Linked DNA regions of Mus musculus: regions 1 and 2 are each linked to region 3. A link is a contact called in public ChIA-PET and promoter capture Hi-C data. All regions are on one chromosome and are shown on one strand. Each heading gives the region's core, a stretch centred on a gene start, on an enhancer-like site or on the middle of the called end of the contact. The rest is flanking DNA. Distances are from core to core; before and after follow the strand shown. Region 1 has its middle 35 kb from the start of Slc35g2. Region 2 overlaps Stag1 (stromal antigen 1). Region 3 holds the start of Pccb (propionyl Coenzyme A carboxylase, beta polypeptide).

Region 1 (3,304 bases), core at 80-2,579, 430 kb before region 3:
CCCGTGTCACGTTCTCAGTTTAGTATATAATTATATTCACCTATATATGAACGTAGCCATAAAAATACATCTCCTCCTCCTCCTCCTCCTCCTCCTCCTCCTCCTCTTTCCTCCTCCTCCTCCTCCTCCTCCTCCTCCTCCTCCTCCTCCTCCTCCTCCTCCTCCTCCTCCTCCTCCTCCTCCTCCTCTTCTTCTTCTTCTTCTTCTTCTTCTTCTTCTTCTTCTTCTTCTTCTTCTTCTTCTCTTCTTCTTGTGTTAGTGAACCAAGTCATAAGGCTTGTTTGCAGCTGCAAGGCCTGATTATGAAGGTTACATATTCTGAACTAGATTCCTTCCCCTTGTCAGCTCGTGGCAGCTATAGCAACTGTTCAGGGGAGATTCTGAGGACAGTAGTCCTAAGAGATTTCTTTTGGTATCTGCAGGGCAGGCCCCACCTCATTTAGCATAGTGAAGCAAGACATTTTTGGAGGCTGTCAGTTTGACCTAAAAGGCATCTCTGATCACTTTCTTTATTAAAGAGGTTCTCTGTGTGTGTTTTGTTTGTTTGTTTGTTTGGTTGGTTGGTTGGTTTTTGGTTTTGTTTTGTTCTACTTTTGAGATAGGGTTTCTCTGTGTAGCTTTGGCTGTCCAGGAACTTGCTCTGTAGACCAAGCTGGCCTCAAACTTAGAGATCTGCCTGTCTCTGCCTCCAGAGTACTGGGATTAAAAACATGTGCCACCACTGCCTGGCTTTCTCTTGTGTGTGTGTGTTTTTAAAGGTTTAGTGTGTGTGTGTGTGTGTGTGTGTGTGTGTGCATACTACACACATGGGTGGCTATGGAAGCCAAATAAGGGTGTAGGATTCTCTGGAGCTACACCCCCCAGAGTCACAGATGGTTGTGAGCTGCCCAACATGGAACTTGAGTCTGGGAATAGGTCTCAGGTCCTCTGGAGGTGCTCTTAACCATTGAGCCCTATCCAGCCTTAATTCCTTCCTTTGTACTACCCAAACAGCCTTCTAGTAGGTCTTCCTGACTTGGGTTTTGCTTCAAACCAGAATGAAGCTTGTAACAAATATCTCTGTAGAATAAGATTGCTCAGTGGCTTTCAACATTGACATAATCTCAGGAAACTTGATGGAAATCCTACTTTTAATTCAGGGCGATGTTTTATAAAGTAGTCAGATTTTTCTTTAGTTTAGTCTGGAATTTCACTAATGTCTCGCTGAAACAAACTGATTCTTCCTCCAGATGCAGAGTTCTTTCACCCAGGATCCCTGAGGGCAGAGATCCCAGGTGACCTTGGGATGAGAAAGGCTGTGGAGAATGTCTGGAATCTCTCAGCAAGACTTGCCTGACCATGCTAGCTAGGCAGGTGACGTCACTTCAGCCAAAGAGGAATTACTGTCTAGCAGAGTGCAGGAGAGGGGGCTGGGGAAGATGAAGACACATCACATTAAAATTCAATGCAAAGTGAAATGCTTGTCGCAAGCAAGGGAGAATGACTCAGCAAGCGACCTGTTTCCAGAAGTGTAGTCGCTGCTTTCTGCAGTAATTCTATTAAACAGAGAAGCAGAGTCTCATCATCTATTTGAAGTAATTCCCTGACTCGCCAGATGGCAAATAAACAGCAAATACGTTGTCTAGAGTAATTTTTTCAGTTGTAAAGTGAGAGGTCTGTTTAGGGTCACAGATGCTTGGCACGATTGGTCATTGGCAGAGCATTGGCTCTTGGCAGAGTGAGAGATGTTTTGGTTTTCCAGTCCAGCTCTGCTTCTTTGTTTATGGTTATAATGCATAATTACCCCTTCTCCTGTTAGCAGTCATGCTAACATGTGCGTGCAAATACACACACACACACACACACACACACACACACACACTTACCAAGTCTCTTGAGAAATAAACACATACATGCATGCATTTATTCCATTTTCTCTGAATGTGTGCACTAAATACCTATGCTGCTATTTTTTTTTTAAACATCGGGACTCTAACAACGTAAGTATTGAATTCTGTAGGAGTTTTAGGAGGTGTAGGTAGTCATGCAACCAATCTTGTCTTGTAGTGTAACTTTAGCCACACATTCAGTAACAGAATCAGAAATATGCCACTGGGCCGATCAGTGGTGGCACACACCTGTAATCCTAGCACTTGGGAGGCAGAGGCAGGCAGATTTCTGAGTTTGAGGCCAGCCTGGTCTAGAGAGTAAGTTCCAGGACAGCCAGGGCTACACAGAGAAACCCTGTCTCAAAAAAATAAAAAAACAAAAAAAACAAAAAAACAAAAAAACAAAAAACCAAAAGACAAAAAAACAAAAAAAAAAAAAGAAAAAAGAAAAATGTCACTGTCTTAGTTGAGGCTCCATACAAGGAAACCCCCAAGGCTAGGATTAACTGAAAGAAGATAGGGAGCATTCATAAGAGAAAGACCTTGTATCTATGAAAATCTTGACATAGCTTAGGCTTGGCTGAGTGTTGTTCATGGAGAAGATAACATACACTTACGTTATAGTTTGAATCTGAAATATCCCCCATAGCTTATGCTTAAATACTTCTTCCCCAGAAAATGAGGCTATCTTGGGATTGACTAGAGAACCTGTAGGAGGTAGAGCCTGGCTAGTGGAAGTCTCACTAGACATAGGTCGTGGGAGGTTGTATCTGGTCCACTTCCTGTCTTGCTCTCTGCTTCCAGATTCCCAGTGACGTGAATAGCTTCTACCACACACTCCTCCCTCCCTTAGTGGAGTTGCTCTGCTCTGCCTTCCTTGCTGAGTCTCCTCCATTACCATGAGCTAAAATAACTCCTCACCTTAAGTTCATTATAATGGCCAAAAGTAACCTGCAAGCCCCACCTGCCCAGCAACTTCCTGGAATGCTGGGAATTGTAGTTTTTGGAAAATAAGAATGGGATTATATGGTGACCTATAGGGTTGTCCTTATAATCCCTTGCAATATGTGGCTGGAGGTCATTCGCAACTAGGAAATTCCAGGCAATGGTCTGACCAAAGTCCATGTCTTTATCAGTATTTAATACTTAATAAAGCTTGCTTTAAATTGGCCCAAAATGGCATAATTAGTTTTTCTCCAGCAAAACTTAGGAATTAACAGGTCCTCCATCCTATTGGGTATCTATTGCAACAACACCAAAGTAACTAGTGAACTGTAGGACCCAAATTATACTACAGGGTTGCTTCTGCCTTGAGACATGAAAATTGTCCTCTGTAATTTCTAAACTGTCAGTCATAAGCTTAGAGATAGAAGCATCCCCTGCTCAGAGGTTCTCCTCAGTCAACTTCATAAGCTAAGGTCACAGGTTTAGGCTGC
Region 2 (3,071 bases), core at 14-2,513, 350 kb before region 3:
GGATGGACTAATGTTAACAAAATAGAGAACTGGCTATTGTCCATAGAAATGACAGTGATGAGAATCTTGCCAGCACTGAGCTCTTTGATGATACTGAACGAACAATTAAAAATAGAGACACACAACAATTTGAGGAAGGTCACTCCAACAGTTTCTCTTTGTCATCTTCATTATATTCCCTTCCTAAACTTCTGTTTTAGTAACTACAGTAGTCTCTAGCTGTTAATCCATTCTTTGAAGTTTTTGAAAATTTAAAGTTATAGTAATTATATGTAAATAGAATCTTCTGTCACATTTAAGTTTCTGGAGCTTGTTAATAAAAAGTTCTTTATCTAAATTATCCTGTTGGGAGTACCTCCCCTAACATGGTGAGCAATACCATGAATTTATGCATTCTGTTTACTTGAACTATAGAAAAATTGCTTTTTGAGGCTGTTTTTTGTTTTGTTTTGTTTTGGTTTTTCGAGACAGGGTCAGGCTGGCCTCGAACTCAGAAATCTGACTGCCTCTGCCTCCCAGGCGCTGGGATTAAAGGCGTGTGCTACCACGCCCGGCTGAGGCTAAGTTTTTAAATTGTGGACATTCACAAACTATTTCGTTGGCACTGTTTTGCAAAGAACAGGTTATGTTTTGGATGTTTCATATCCCCAGCATTGCAAAAATTATTCAAAGAATAAAGTTTTTTGTTACAGAGTTGAATAGTGACTGCTGATAAATCCTAGCTAGCTGTACGTCTTTTTTAAAAATCAGGAATCTATGGGAAGTGATCTCAATTATCAGTGAATTACAAAAATATTTCTTTTAAATAGTCCAATGTCTTGTGGTGTTCACATTGACCAAATATTGAAAAACATTTTGGTAAACCACATTTAGGCCAACTTTCTCATTAATATGGCTTCATGACAGTTTGACAGTATATTGTGGCATATGTTCATTCATTATCCTTGATGTTTCATTTGCTAAAAATAGTCCTAAAAATTCCTTAAAGCAGTTTTGTTCTTTAAAAAGCATAGTGTTCAACTGTCACATCTTATTAATTATAGGCTTCATTTTGAAAAATAAATCACAATAGAATTTTAGGTCAAGTGTATCAAATGTCCCTTTTGTTAAGAGATTGTTGCCTTTTTAAGGTAGTTTCTCTTTCATTTGGATAATGTGCTGTGTTGAGCTTTGGTTGTTAATTGATAGATGTGGTATCCTCTCTGTGAGAGCTTTTAAAATGCATAACACGTATTTCAGAAAGCAGCTGTTGCTATGGCAACTCTCGGGGTCACTTGCAGCTCAGCTTACATGATTGGCTGTTAATGGAGCCTAATATGCTTGAGAAGAGAATTGAGCAAATGAAAGAGGGTTTGAAGGAATCCTCTTAAACCACTTGAAGTTTAACAAAATAGCACTCAAAAATTTAACACTTATATTACTGTTACTCAGTTTTATATGAGTGATTTTATGAGTAATGACAAGTTCTGAAAAATAATTTTTATAAACTCTTAAGAATGTTGGAATCTTGTTACTATTTTCCCTCACATACTGTTGTTTAAAGAAACACAGCTGTCAGTCATGTTCTGCGCTCTACACTCAAACCTCTGAGAAGTTAATTGAATTGAGGCATGAGAAGGTTGTTAATTGTATGGGGCCAGAACAAGTAGTAAAACCAGGAATAGTGTCTACATTTAGTGTAGTTATGTGAATTAGGTTAGAGTCACTTTTTATTCAGATTCTTAAGATAGTTCCATGAATACCTGCCTCTCTTATGGGAGTGTTTGAATGGTATAGGAAGAGATGGTGCAGTGTACTTTGAATTTTGAGGTTGATACAGTAAACACAATTAAGCATAAGAATTTCTAGAAATTCTGTCAAGCTGGCTCAGTGGGCAAAGGCTCTTGCCACCAAAACTGATAACCTGAATTCAACCTCTGAGACCACCATGGTGGAGGAATAGTCCTTATTCCTACAAGTTGTTCTGTAACCCCCTCCAAGTGCATCATGGCATGGAGTGTGTGCACTTGTATCCCCCGCCCCCAGATGTAGTGAACAGTTTAAAAAGAACTGGCATAATGAAAATGAATCATGTAGAATGGCACCAGTAATGTCAACCTTGTTAAATGACAGTTTTCATCTGTGTCCACCTACTATCACTTCTATAACTACGGTATTAATAATAGAGTGTCTTGCCGGGGGGTGGTGGCGGCGCACACCTTTAGTCCAAGCACTTGGGAGGCAGAGGTAGGCGGATTTCTGAGTTCAAGGCCAGCCTGGTCAACAAAGTGAGTTTCAGGACAGCCAGGGTGTCTTCATTTTAGCTATTAGATAATAGTATATGTAATTAAAATTAGGTTGTTATTCAGGTGATGTTTGGAGAATAATAACATCTCTTCAGAAATTATTTTATTTTGTAAAAGTGACTTGGTTGTCTAGGGCAGAAGGTATTGGAAATAGAACTAAAATATGGGACTTATTATATCTGTTTCTACCTCTAGAGCTTTAAAAAATTGATTATACATATAGACCAAGACATTGAGAGACAGAGTCAGGAGGATTGTGAGCTTGAGGCAAGTCTGAGCTACATAACAAGACCCTGGGCTTGGGAATGTAATGTGCTCAGTGGTAGTATATGTCTAAAATGAACAAGACCTTGTGGCTTCCCCAGCATAAAAAACAAACAAAAGATTATGGTGTAGTGCTTAAACCGATGCACCAGATTTTACTCTGCTGGTATATTTTGTTATTTGATTTTTGACTTTGTTGTCAGAAATAGCAATAATTACCTTTGATTTATTAAAGAGATATTTAGAAATTTTTAATCATTTTGTTTTTAAATGGTACTGTTCAAGTGATTAAGTGATTCTACATCCTGTTCTACTGAGACAATAATAGAAGTACTAGATTATGTTGTTACCTGGTAAAATTAACAGTTCTCTTTGATATTAGGAAAAATAAAGTTCAAGAAGTTAACATTAGTCTTAGAGTGCTACTATTAGTAACATTTTAAAAAAGCTTATTCTCTCTCTATAGGAGTATACATAGAGTAGATCATTCTTTATATGTGCACTTACAATTTTCCCTCTATA
Region 3 (2,957 bases), core at 247-2,746:
TTTAGGACATCTGATTCACGGACATAATGAAAAACTTGCTTAAAGGGAACACAAATTAGCCTCCCAACTAAATAAACTCTGACAGCAGAAAACCTGCTCTGAAGGCCTTAATGTAAGAGCATCAGGATCTTGCCTGGGGTGCAATAGGCAACTGAGCAAGGGTGTCCCAAGAGAAAGGTTACCAGAGCAGTGACAGGCTTTCCCAGGGAACTTAATAGCCCTTCAGAGGGACCCCAAGGGAGAGAGGGCTTATGGCTCACCATAAACCTTACAACCACATTTACATCCCTAAGTGTCAAGAGGAATAAATAGTTTTCCTTGAGCATTTTTCTTTTTTCAAACCTAACTCAGGACATCTGAATCAACATTTGACCCAGATTTTCACACACTTGGGTAAGACTTGCATGCCCTTCACAGGAGCCCTTCCCTTAGGGAACCTTCATGTTAACTTATCCAGCTCTTCTGCCTGGACTCACTCAGTTGTCAAGGACACACTGGGCAAGTCTGGCTTCAAGTCTAGGGTCACCTCTTCCAGCTTCTGTTGTTTTTTGTTTTTCTGCTGCTAAATGACCTCCCCAGAAGAAGCTCAAATGTGATTCCCGCCTCAGCTGCTCTCAGCAGAGTAGCCTGAGAGTTTATAGAAAGTCCACCTGCTTCCTATGCAGCAGATCGATACATGAACCTCTCAAGAGGCCAACCAGACTTCCTCGGTCACAGGCGTCACAAATCCCCAGCACGCAGGGAGACAACACACCAGGTTAATGTGAACATAACCAAGTTTTTTCTAATACTTCGTGCCTGGGTTTTACTGCTTCCTTCCCCGAGAAGAGGGAAGGGAAAAAAAAAAAAAAAAAAAAAACTGTCATAAACACTTTCAGGCAGCGGGAGAACAATCCCGTCTTTTAAATTCAGAGCCTGTGGCCGATTAACGTGGCAATCTTATTCAAACAAGACCTGGAAGACATTATTCTGTTTACGGTGCTTTCTAAAGACCACCTTTCCCAAAAGTTCAAAGCTGCTAAGTGGAGCGCAGCTGGAGACCGGTCACATCCATCCATCCATCCGACGACCAATGCCCACCACCACCGCCTGGGGACCTCCCTAAGTGGTGCAGATGTCTACTGACACCCGAGGGGGCTCTAGGTTCTCCAGGTGGACGTTCTCGCCGCGCCCCTCCCAGGCGCAGCGCCTATTGGCTGGGAGGCTCGTGCGCCGCGAGCCCGGCGCGCTGTGATAGGGCGGGAGCGGAGGGGGCGGGACGCACTGGCGCCCGTGACTCACTCGCTTGTGCTGCGCGTCGATGCGGCGCTGGCCTCCTCCCAGCAACGCTGCATGGCGCTTGTTGTCGATGCGCTCTTTAACTGAAACCGGCTGGCTGCAAAGGCCGCGGGTCGTGATGCCGAGGCCGCAATTCAGAACGCTGAGCCTCGCTCCAGCCGCCACCGCCCGAATCCTAATCGCCGCCGCCATTTTTTTTTTTTTTTTTTTTTGACTGCCAGCGTGACACACACTGCACCTCAGGACGCATGCGCAGAGAGCGTAGACATTGCGAGTCTGCGCCTGCGCGTCGTCGCTGGCCCTAAAGCTGGTAGCAGTCACAGGCTTGCATTCAGGCTCAAGGCGGTCCTGTTCTAGGAAATACCTGCCTCTCAGCTCTGTGCCCGTGTAGCCACACAGAACAAGGACTTCATTCCTCGTTCTGCGTTAGCCATCTAAACTCCAGGCTTCGTCGACCCTCTTCCCCCCAAAAATGAATAGATAATGAGCTCTGACCAACTTTTACCAAATGCTGTGCCAGGTTTTGCTCTTAAAACTTAGCCTTGAAATAATTTATATCCAGATTTCAGAGATGGGATACACAGGAACAGAAGTAGGTTTGTATGGCGTCAAGACTGAAATGTTTTGTGAGCTACGTATTGAGCTCCAGAGAGGGTCTCTTAAAGGGGAGAGGAGCTGGGAAGCTACTTGGCTCAGTGCTAAGTTAAAGCCTTTGCCAGCCTGAGTATGAGGACCAAAATTGGGGTCCCCAAACTCAGTACTCAGCCAGAGTAATGAGTGTCTGTACAGAGAGGTTGCCTAGGTGAGATAGCTGACAGAAATAAAAGAATCCCAGGAAGCTCACGGAACAGCCACCCTAGCATGTACAGAAGCAAATGAGACCCAATTCTCACACAAATAAGGGGACCATTGACACCCCATGTTGTCCTGTGACTTCCACATGTGCACGCCCAAACTCTGATACACACAAATTATTTGATGTTTTTTAAGTTTGTGACGAGACACAGAATGGTGAAGTAAACTTTTAGAGACCATTGTGCTAGGTCTAGGCTCCATAGGGTTTTACAGTAGGGGAGAGAGGTTGGCCTCAACCCCGAATACACCAAAGACAAGATGTATCGGGGAGGGAGCTCAATGGATAGAAAATTAATAGGGAACACAGGGCAAGGAGCAATCTGACAAACAACGTTTGCTTGGTTGAAGGCAAGCCAGGGTGCTCAGACATCATTTGGGGGACAGTGGAAGAAGAACCTTATCAAATATGGAGGGCGATCCCTCATCAAGGGTGGAAGATTCTGGCATAACTGACTTAGCAGGATTCTTGGCAAAGCTACCCTCTAGAAGAGAGGACCTGGGAGCCAAGGTCAGTTCTATTCAAGAGATGCTCAGTAGAGCCTGACCGAAGTTTGGTCAAGAAGAGAATCTTGTCAACACAGCGGCTTTGGCATTAGCTGGGAGGAAATAGGAAAAGTAAACTAGGAGCAGACTGCTCGGGCTCAGACCTACTAATCAGAGGGGATGCAAGGCGGCGGCGGGGGCGGGGGGCGGGGGCGGGGGGGGGGGGGGGAGGCTGCTGACCTCTTAGCAAGGACCCTTTAGTCAGTTCAGATGCTAACATCTGAGAAGTGCTGCTCCAGTGCTTTCGAAAACTCTACTATGAATGCTTTCTCATCTGTTTA

What was found. Promoter capture Hi-C pulls out the DNA fragments that hold promoters and counts their contacts. ChIA-PET counts read pairs in DNA pulled down with a chosen protein or histone mark.
Region 1: a promoter capture Hi-C map of embryonic stem cells shows a contact between it and region 3, with 2.1 times the contacts expected there. The contact joins the enhancer-like site here to the promoter of Pccb in region 3. A contact is called at or near these places in 15 of 39 promoter capture datasets (the 3T3-L1 cell line, 3T3-L1-derived adipocytes, cranial neural crest and 10 more) and 4 of 115 datasets of contacts at active chromatin or transcription factors (embryonic stem cells, epiblast stem cells and large pre-B cells).
Region 2: a contact with region 3 is called in an RNA polymerase II ChIA-PET map of memory CD8 T cells, with 22 read pairs. The contact joins the enhancer-like site here to the promoter of Pccb in region 3. A contact is called at or near these places in 6 of 39 promoter capture datasets (the C10 cell line, the HPC-7 cell line, HPC-7-derived erythroid cells and 3 more), 1 of 115 datasets of contacts at active chromatin or transcription factors (memory CD8 T cells) and 2 of 9 other capture datasets (adipose tissue and liver).

The regions. Positions count from the first base shown.
Region 1 is chr9:100,604,747-100,608,050 of GRCm38.p6, forward strand. It overlaps a transcript of Stag1 not described here. Among named protein-coding and RNA genes, the nearest start is that of Slc35g2, 35 kb to the left of the region's middle. Within about 2 kb of position 1,330, at least 102 of the 459 cell types and tissues checked have an H3K27ac peak or open chromatin away from gene starts, as enhancers often do. A contact at or near this core is called in embryonic stem cells and stem cell-derived epiblast-like cells, where this site is marked.
Region 2 is chr9:100,684,703-100,687,773 of GRCm38.p6, forward strand. All of the region lies in intron 1 of Stag1 (stromal antigen 1), which reads left to right. Among named protein-coding and RNA genes, the nearest start is that of Stag1, 43 kb to the left of the region's middle. Within about 2 kb of position 1,264, at least 50 of the 459 cell types and tissues checked have an H3K27ac peak or open chromatin away from gene starts, as enhancers often do. A contact at or near this core is called in memory CD8 T cells, where this site is marked.
Region 3 is chr9:101,033,388-101,036,344 of GRCm38.p6, forward strand. It overlaps Pccb (propionyl Coenzyme A carboxylase, beta polypeptide), which reads right to left and starts at 1,497. Exons shown (of 15, transcript NM_025835.3): 1 at 1,282-1,497. The coding sequence starts at 1,470.